Linked DNA regions of Ovis aries: region 2 is linked to region 1. A link is a contact called in public Hi-C data. All regions are on one chromosome and are shown on one strand. Each heading gives the region's core, a stretch centred on a gene start, on an enhancer-like site or on the middle of the called end of the contact. The rest is flanking DNA. Distances are from core to core; before and after follow the strand shown.

Region 1 (3,256 bases), core at 216-2,715:
CAAATGTTCTGGAATCCAAGCTTCTTGAATGTGCAGGGGCTCATGTTTTCCTAGCCAGTCCACACAGTGGTCTGCTCCCAGGCAACAGTGGAGCAAACACAGCTCCAGTTCCATGTCCTAGGTGCCTGACATGGACTCAGCCTGCTTCCCTTCCCACAGGCCCCAGAGCATGCTAACCACAAGCAGGTTTTCAGACAGTCACTCACGAAAGTCTGAGAACCCAGGGCACATAACTGACGTGGGGCTGGAAAACTCCCAGGGGATGTCCCACAGCACACTTTCTAACAAGAAGCTCCTAGATCCCACCCTGTTTCAGGAACCCTTTTCTCTTTAGATCTTCCTTTTGCATGACTTTGAGCTCTGGCTCCTGGCCCTCTCTCCCAAGTGGCAAGTGGCCTAAAATGCAAAATTCCTGTTATTTAAAATACAAGAAAATTTGGACTTGCCTGGTGGTGCAGTGGTTTAAAATCTGCCTGCCAGTGCAGGAGATATGGGTTCAATCCCTGATCAGAAAGATTCCACGTGCTGCAAAGCAACTAAGCCCATGCTTCACAACTACTGAGCCCGTGTTCCACAACAAGAGAAGCCACAGCAATGAGAAACCCACACACCACAGCAAGGAGTAACCCCCGCTCGCCACAGCTGGAGAAAACCAGCACGCAGCAACAAAGATCCAGGGCCAGTGCAGCCAAATAAATAAAAATACTTTTTAAAAAAAGAAAAGGAAAATGTATCTCCCATTAGTCTGATGCCTGTGCTCCCAGGTGTGCGGTAAAGGATTAAATAGGAGTTTGACTTTCATGGCCAAGGTGGAGTCCCAAAGGGGCAGACCTCTTTCTCTTTCCCTCTCTGAGATGAATTCTGCTTTCCTCCTGGCCCAGGGCACTCAGACTGTAGCCTGTGTTTAAGAATAATATAATTCTTCGTATTAAAGAAACATCCAACACAAAGATGAAGCTGCCCACTAAGTGGTGAAGAACTCTGAGAACAGGGCAAGCTGGTATGAAGCTGGGCTAGGGTGTCTGGGTGCGTAATTATGACTACATTCTTGCATTCCAAATGCTAGGAGGTGTGGAGGTGCCCACTAAAGAGGGGAATGACAGGTCCGTGGCTCCCCACCTGCGATGCTTCCTGAGTGCCCAGAGCAATAACAGAAGGCCTCAAGTCTTGCTGCCTGCCACCCCTACCCAGTCCCACTCCCTGCTCCTGCAGTGTTCCCAGCCCCACTCAGCCTCTGGTGGCTGGCCCCTCAGTGGGTGGGGTTTTACAGAAAGTCAAGTTCAAGTTGGAGCCATCCCAGAATGGCCAAGCTAGGACAGCCCATGGGCATTATCAGCTATCACCTTTTCAGTGCTCTGATAAGAAGCTGAGAGCAGAGAGAGTGACTAAGTCCAAAGGCACCCAGCTAGGTTAGGGAATCTGGGTCCCTCTGAGATGCAGGGTGGATGACTCAGACCCCAGGCACTCCCTGCGGTATAGGCTTGAGACACTTGTGGGTGGACAGTCTCCCATCTGTTTCTCACACAGGCCCCAGTGTACAGACCCCCAAAGGCCACAACCCACCACCACACCATAGCAACCACAGCACACTGGTGGCACCACTTCCTGACCAGCTGCACGTGGCCACGAGCCAGTGTTGGCAAACTTCAGTTTACATCTTTATTAGAGGACTAGGTCAACAAGCTTTTTCTTTAATGAAGTGGAAGAGAATAAAAGTTTAAATATCAGATCTTGCCACACGTGGTGAGGATATGTTTTGTCTCCTCACACTATTGTTTCAGGTATGGATCTATAAGCTATATATAAGTAGGTATGTATTGGGCCAGATTGTATGACTCCAAGAAAAAGCCTGAAAGCCCTGGCTTTATACCCATTTGACAAACCAACCATCCATCAAAAGCTTTCAAATATGATGTGGTGATGGGTTAATCACTGTCGTGTACAACCCTTGTGACCCCACGGAGAGTAGCCCACCAGGCTCCACCGTCTAAGGGATTTTCCAAGCAAAAATACTGGAGTGGGCTGCCATTTCCTTTTCCAGGGGATCTACTTGAGCCAAGGATCATATCTATTGCATTGCAGGTGGTATGGATATTTTTCAGTTGAACTTGAGCCTGGCAGAAACCTATGGTTAAGGTGCTACCTCCCTCAGCAAGGGGACAGGGTTGAAGACACATTCAAGATCCATGCTGCACTGAGCTGGCCTGGTTGAAGCACTGCCTGCCACATGGCTTTCTCATCTCTCACTGCTGGGGGATCTGTGTCCTTGTCTGAGAAATGGGCAGATGGTAAGGACCATCTTGGAAGGGTACTGAAGACATTAGAAATAATGAAAGTGGGGCAGCTGGCACATGTACAGGAAAGCCAGCTGGCAGGCAAGGGCACCCCATGCCAAGCAGAGGGAGCATCAGCTGCTCTCCTGCCCCAGCTCAAGTGAGCTCTCTGCCCAGGAGTGTTTACAACCAACTGGACTTCTGCCGCAAGGAAACACGTTTGGGGGCTGACTGGAGAAGGTGGGCCTGCTTCAGAGCATGTGCCACAGGGTTGGGGGACATCCTCGAGCTGAGAGATCAGAGCCTTGAAAGAGGTCAAGAAAGTCTTCCCAGATGTGAGGCTCAGTGGGGGCCGTGAAAGAGAAGCCCCAGCCCTTGGGGTCACTCCTTCAACCACACTACTGAGGAAGGCTGCTATGGAGGCAAACTCCATATCTTTCCACTCTCTTTTCTTTTCCAAAAGCTCCGCCCACAGCGGCCAGCCTCTCGGGCCGAGGTCCTGCATTTGAGCCTCTGAGGAGATTTTTCCTCTTCAAAGTGCATTACCCCTGCCTGTGGTTAATTTTTCAACAGTCACTTGCCTTGCTAATGGTCTAGGAAATGGACCAGGCCTCCAACTCTGCCTAAGTGCTCAGGCACCCCCACCTCGGCCCTGATTGGGCAAGAAGCCTGCGCTGCCCCTGCAGCCCAGCTCACCACACTGCCAGTCACTGCGGTTTGCCCTCTGCCAAGAACTTGAGCCTCTGCTTTGGGGTTTGGCATGTTATTTTACCAGTAATTGTACCTGGCCCCTACATGAAATGGGGTTTCTCTGGTGGTTCAGATGGTAAAGAATTTGCCTGCAATGCAGGCGACTGGGGTTCGATCCCTGGGTTGGGAAGATGCTTTGGAGAAGGAAATGGCAACCCACTTTAGTATTCTTACCTGGAGAATCCCATGGACAGAAGAACCTGGCGGGCAACAGTCCATGGGTTTGCAAAGAG
Region 2 (3,292 bases), core at 270-2,769, 230 kb after region 1:
GCTTTAACAAGACACAGACATACATTTTCTGATACAAAAACTAAATAAAGGAAAAGGAAAGAAATGGGGAATGAAGAACTATATATAAAAATATCAATTCTTTTGGGAAAGGAGCTTATTAAAAAATAAAATTATGGACATTCTAATTTACCATTCGAATAGAGATATACAAAATTAATCTAAATTCCTTCAAATATTGAAGTTATTAGGAGAAAGTTTATAATTTACAAAAGTTTCTAATCAGCAGCCATTGTCTCAGCTCTTACATATGCTAAAGTTTTGAGTTTTAATATAATTCATCTTAAATTATCTTAATACGCAATGGCTAGTATTTTTTTTTTAAATCACAACTGTCTTTGGATCTTCTAAAAGTGATTTGCAGTATTTTCACTATATTCTTATAAAAACTTGGTAATAACCTGGATATTATTATTTTAACATGTCTAGTTGCATTGTAATCCTGCAAAAGATGTTTCAATGACCTAATATTTACACATATCTAAGATGGCCACTGTGTTAAAATAAACTGTCAAGCATGGCTAGTATTTTTTTTAATACTTTTGTAAATTATAAACTTTCTCCTAATAACTTCAATATATGAAGGCATTTCGATTAATTTTGTATATCTCTATTTGAATGCTAAGTTAGAATGTCTATAATCTTATTTTTTAATAAGCTCCTTTCCCAAGCATCTTAATCTGGAAATGAGGTTAAGAAGTATATTAAGTATATTTTAGATAATTTGCATTCCTTTAAAGTCAGGAAATTAAAGTTATAGAAAATCCTGGTTTTTGCATACTTAAAATATTAAAGTAATGTAACACACTTCCTCTTTACTTTTTCAGTATTTTTTCAACTACTATTCCATTCTATCCGTATTGTCCGCACAGACCAGGAATTTAGTAAAGATCTTTGCACCAGGGACTGAATAGTTCAGTGCCCTGTGGACAAGGGGAGGCAAACACTCTCAGTCAGTAAGGAAAACAGACATATTTATAACTTTTCGAGGGCAAGTGAGCAAACAGTAACGGAAGAACGGGGATAACTGTAAACTCTCCCTTCTGCCCAGGGATCCTGCGTCTCCCAAGGCCGGTCCTGAGTCCTCCTCATCCCTCTCCCGAGGCTGCGGGGTCCCCAGCACCGCATCTCCCTCCACGACGATACATCTGTGCTGCTGCTGCTGCCGCTAAGTCGCTTCGGTCGTGTCCGACTCTGTGCGACCCCATAGACGGCGGCCCACCAGGCTGCCTCGTCCCTGGGATCCTCCAGGCAAGAACACTGGAGTGGGTGGCCATCCCCCACAAACCACCCTGCCCCTGACAGACATCTCGGCAGCACGACCTCCGTCCCAGCTTCCGCACCGGCGCCCGCTGCACAACCAGCCCCTTCACATGATCACCTCCTCAGACGCGCGGCGTAGCCGGAAGCGCTTTGCCGCCTCGGACGCGACGACGCCAGGCAACTGCCCCAGAGCCACCGCAGCGGGCCCTCCGTCTTCCTAAGGGAAAAATCCGCTCCTTGCCAAGGACGCCGGAGAGGTGCGCATGCGCCCGTGCAGAGGCCAGGAAGGTTCTGGCTCCACCTGCCGGCCACTAAGGGCCGAGCAGGACGCTCGGGGTCAATAGTCGGAGGACATGCGCCCCCTCCTGGCCGGGATGCAAAGCCATTCAATGTACTAGTGCCTCAGCCTCTGCTGATGAAGCTGCTGCCCTGCTCCAGCCATGCCTGCTTTCCTGCCTGGGACATGCCTCATTCTTTGGAGCCACCGCCTGAAGAATAAGAGAGTCATCAGTGTTTTAAGCCACTGGAAAGTAAAACCTATTCTCTCCCTAGAAAAGAGATGCCCATTTCTACCATCACATTCTTTGCTGGATCGTCAACCTATTAAGATACATAGTACTGCAACTCTGATTGGAATAAAATCCTCCGTGATTAACTACGATGCAGTCTTGATCATGATCACAAATAACTGAAGCAGAAGATAAAAGTGGAAAACTCTGGACTTGTCTCAATTTGGAAACTGAGAGCCAGAGGTGACTCTAATAAAGCGATAACTATCTGAAGCTCTGGGAAACAGTTGTCATGCCTTGGAGCTTGCTAGGAAGGGGCTCAAACTGTGTTTTTCTCTCATTTAACAATTTCTCTCAAAATGCAAAGAAATAAGGAAGAACATTGTGCTCATGACCCTCTATTCAATTGTATTATTACGTATAAGAAAGTAATTTGCATTCATACCAGCTATAAAATATCTGGAAACAACATAATAATCATAGATTTTAAATATGATACATCTTGAGAATTCCCTGGCTGTCCAGTGGTTAGGATTTGACTCTTTCACTGTCGAGGGGCCAAGTTCAATCCCTGGTCAGGGAACTAAGATGCTGCCAGCCAAAAAATATGTGTTCATATATAACACATCTTGAATATCCAAAAACTGGATGGAAAGTGACCAACCCTCTAGGGAGCCCCCAGCTTCCTCCTTGGGGGTCTTTTCCTCCACTTGTTTCAACTCCCACAGCAAACCCTGCTCTCAAGATAGGAACTGGGGAGCCCACTCAGACTGGATCCGGGAGCTGTGATGGTCTGCTATGGAAAATAGACATTGACCTGCTTCCCTCCTGCTGTGGATGGGTTACCTTATGCCAGGAGGAGGGCTGAGGCCACACACAGCCCAAGCTGATGACTCGCCTGAGAGACCCAGAGCAAGGGGACTAGCACAGTGTACCTATATGAAGCCCGGGACTGCCCTATCTGGGTTATGTGTCCACTCATCAGGCCATCACTGTTGCTGCCCCGGACCGTGTACCTATTGTCATAGCCAAGGTGTGCGATTCTGAGATCCTGGCTTCAGTGGGATGGAGTGACATGGACAAGATGACAAGACTTCACGGTGAAGAGAACAAGACTCCACCCACAACATCCACAGCCGTACCTTGTCCAGGAGAACTGGGCGACATCAGCAGAGGTGTGTGTTGAAAGGAGGCAATGGGGTGCCAGGCTTTGGTGCCAGGCTTTGCCAGACTTACAAGTGGATTCTTTGCCTGCAGTACTGAGATGGAGCAGGACCATAGACCCCCCACCCCCACACCACGTCCTCTGCCTGCATTTGCCTGTGGAAAACTTTAGTCAAAGGATAAGTTTAATCAGAGATGTGAGAAATGCAGAAACAAAGGAAAACAGTCAAAGAGACTAAATAATAATAATGTAGTCATTAGATGTAGTCAAGGACTTTAGTTCTTTCTCAAGGGCTATAGATAATATTCTGAGCCATATCCTGTGAGCTGTCTTATAG

The links. A called contact is a pair of places that touch in the nucleus more often than the background predicts.
Region 2: a contact with region 1 is called in a Hi-C map of hypothalamus, with 2.9 times the contacts expected there. The contact joins the promoter of C2H2orf76 here to the enhancer-like site in region 1. A contact is called at or near these places in 5 of 16 Hi-C or Micro-C datasets (hypothalamus, liver, skin fibroblasts and 1 more).

What each region holds. Positions count from the first base shown.
Region 1 is chr2:184,532,081-184,535,336 of ARS-UI_Ramb_v3.0, forward strand. No RefSeq gene overlaps it. Among named protein-coding and RNA genes, the nearest start is that of STEAP3, 13 kb to the right of the region's middle. Within about 2 kb of position 1,466, at least 4 of the 54 cell types and tissues checked have an H3K27ac peak or open chromatin away from gene starts, as enhancers often do. A contact at or near this core is called in hypothalamus, where this site is marked.
Region 2 is chr2:184,766,925-184,770,216 of ARS-UI_Ramb_v3.0, forward strand. C2H2orf76 (chromosome 2 C2orf76 homolog) reads right to left here and starts at 1,520. Exons shown (of 8, transcript XM_060411179.1): 1 at 1,400-1,520.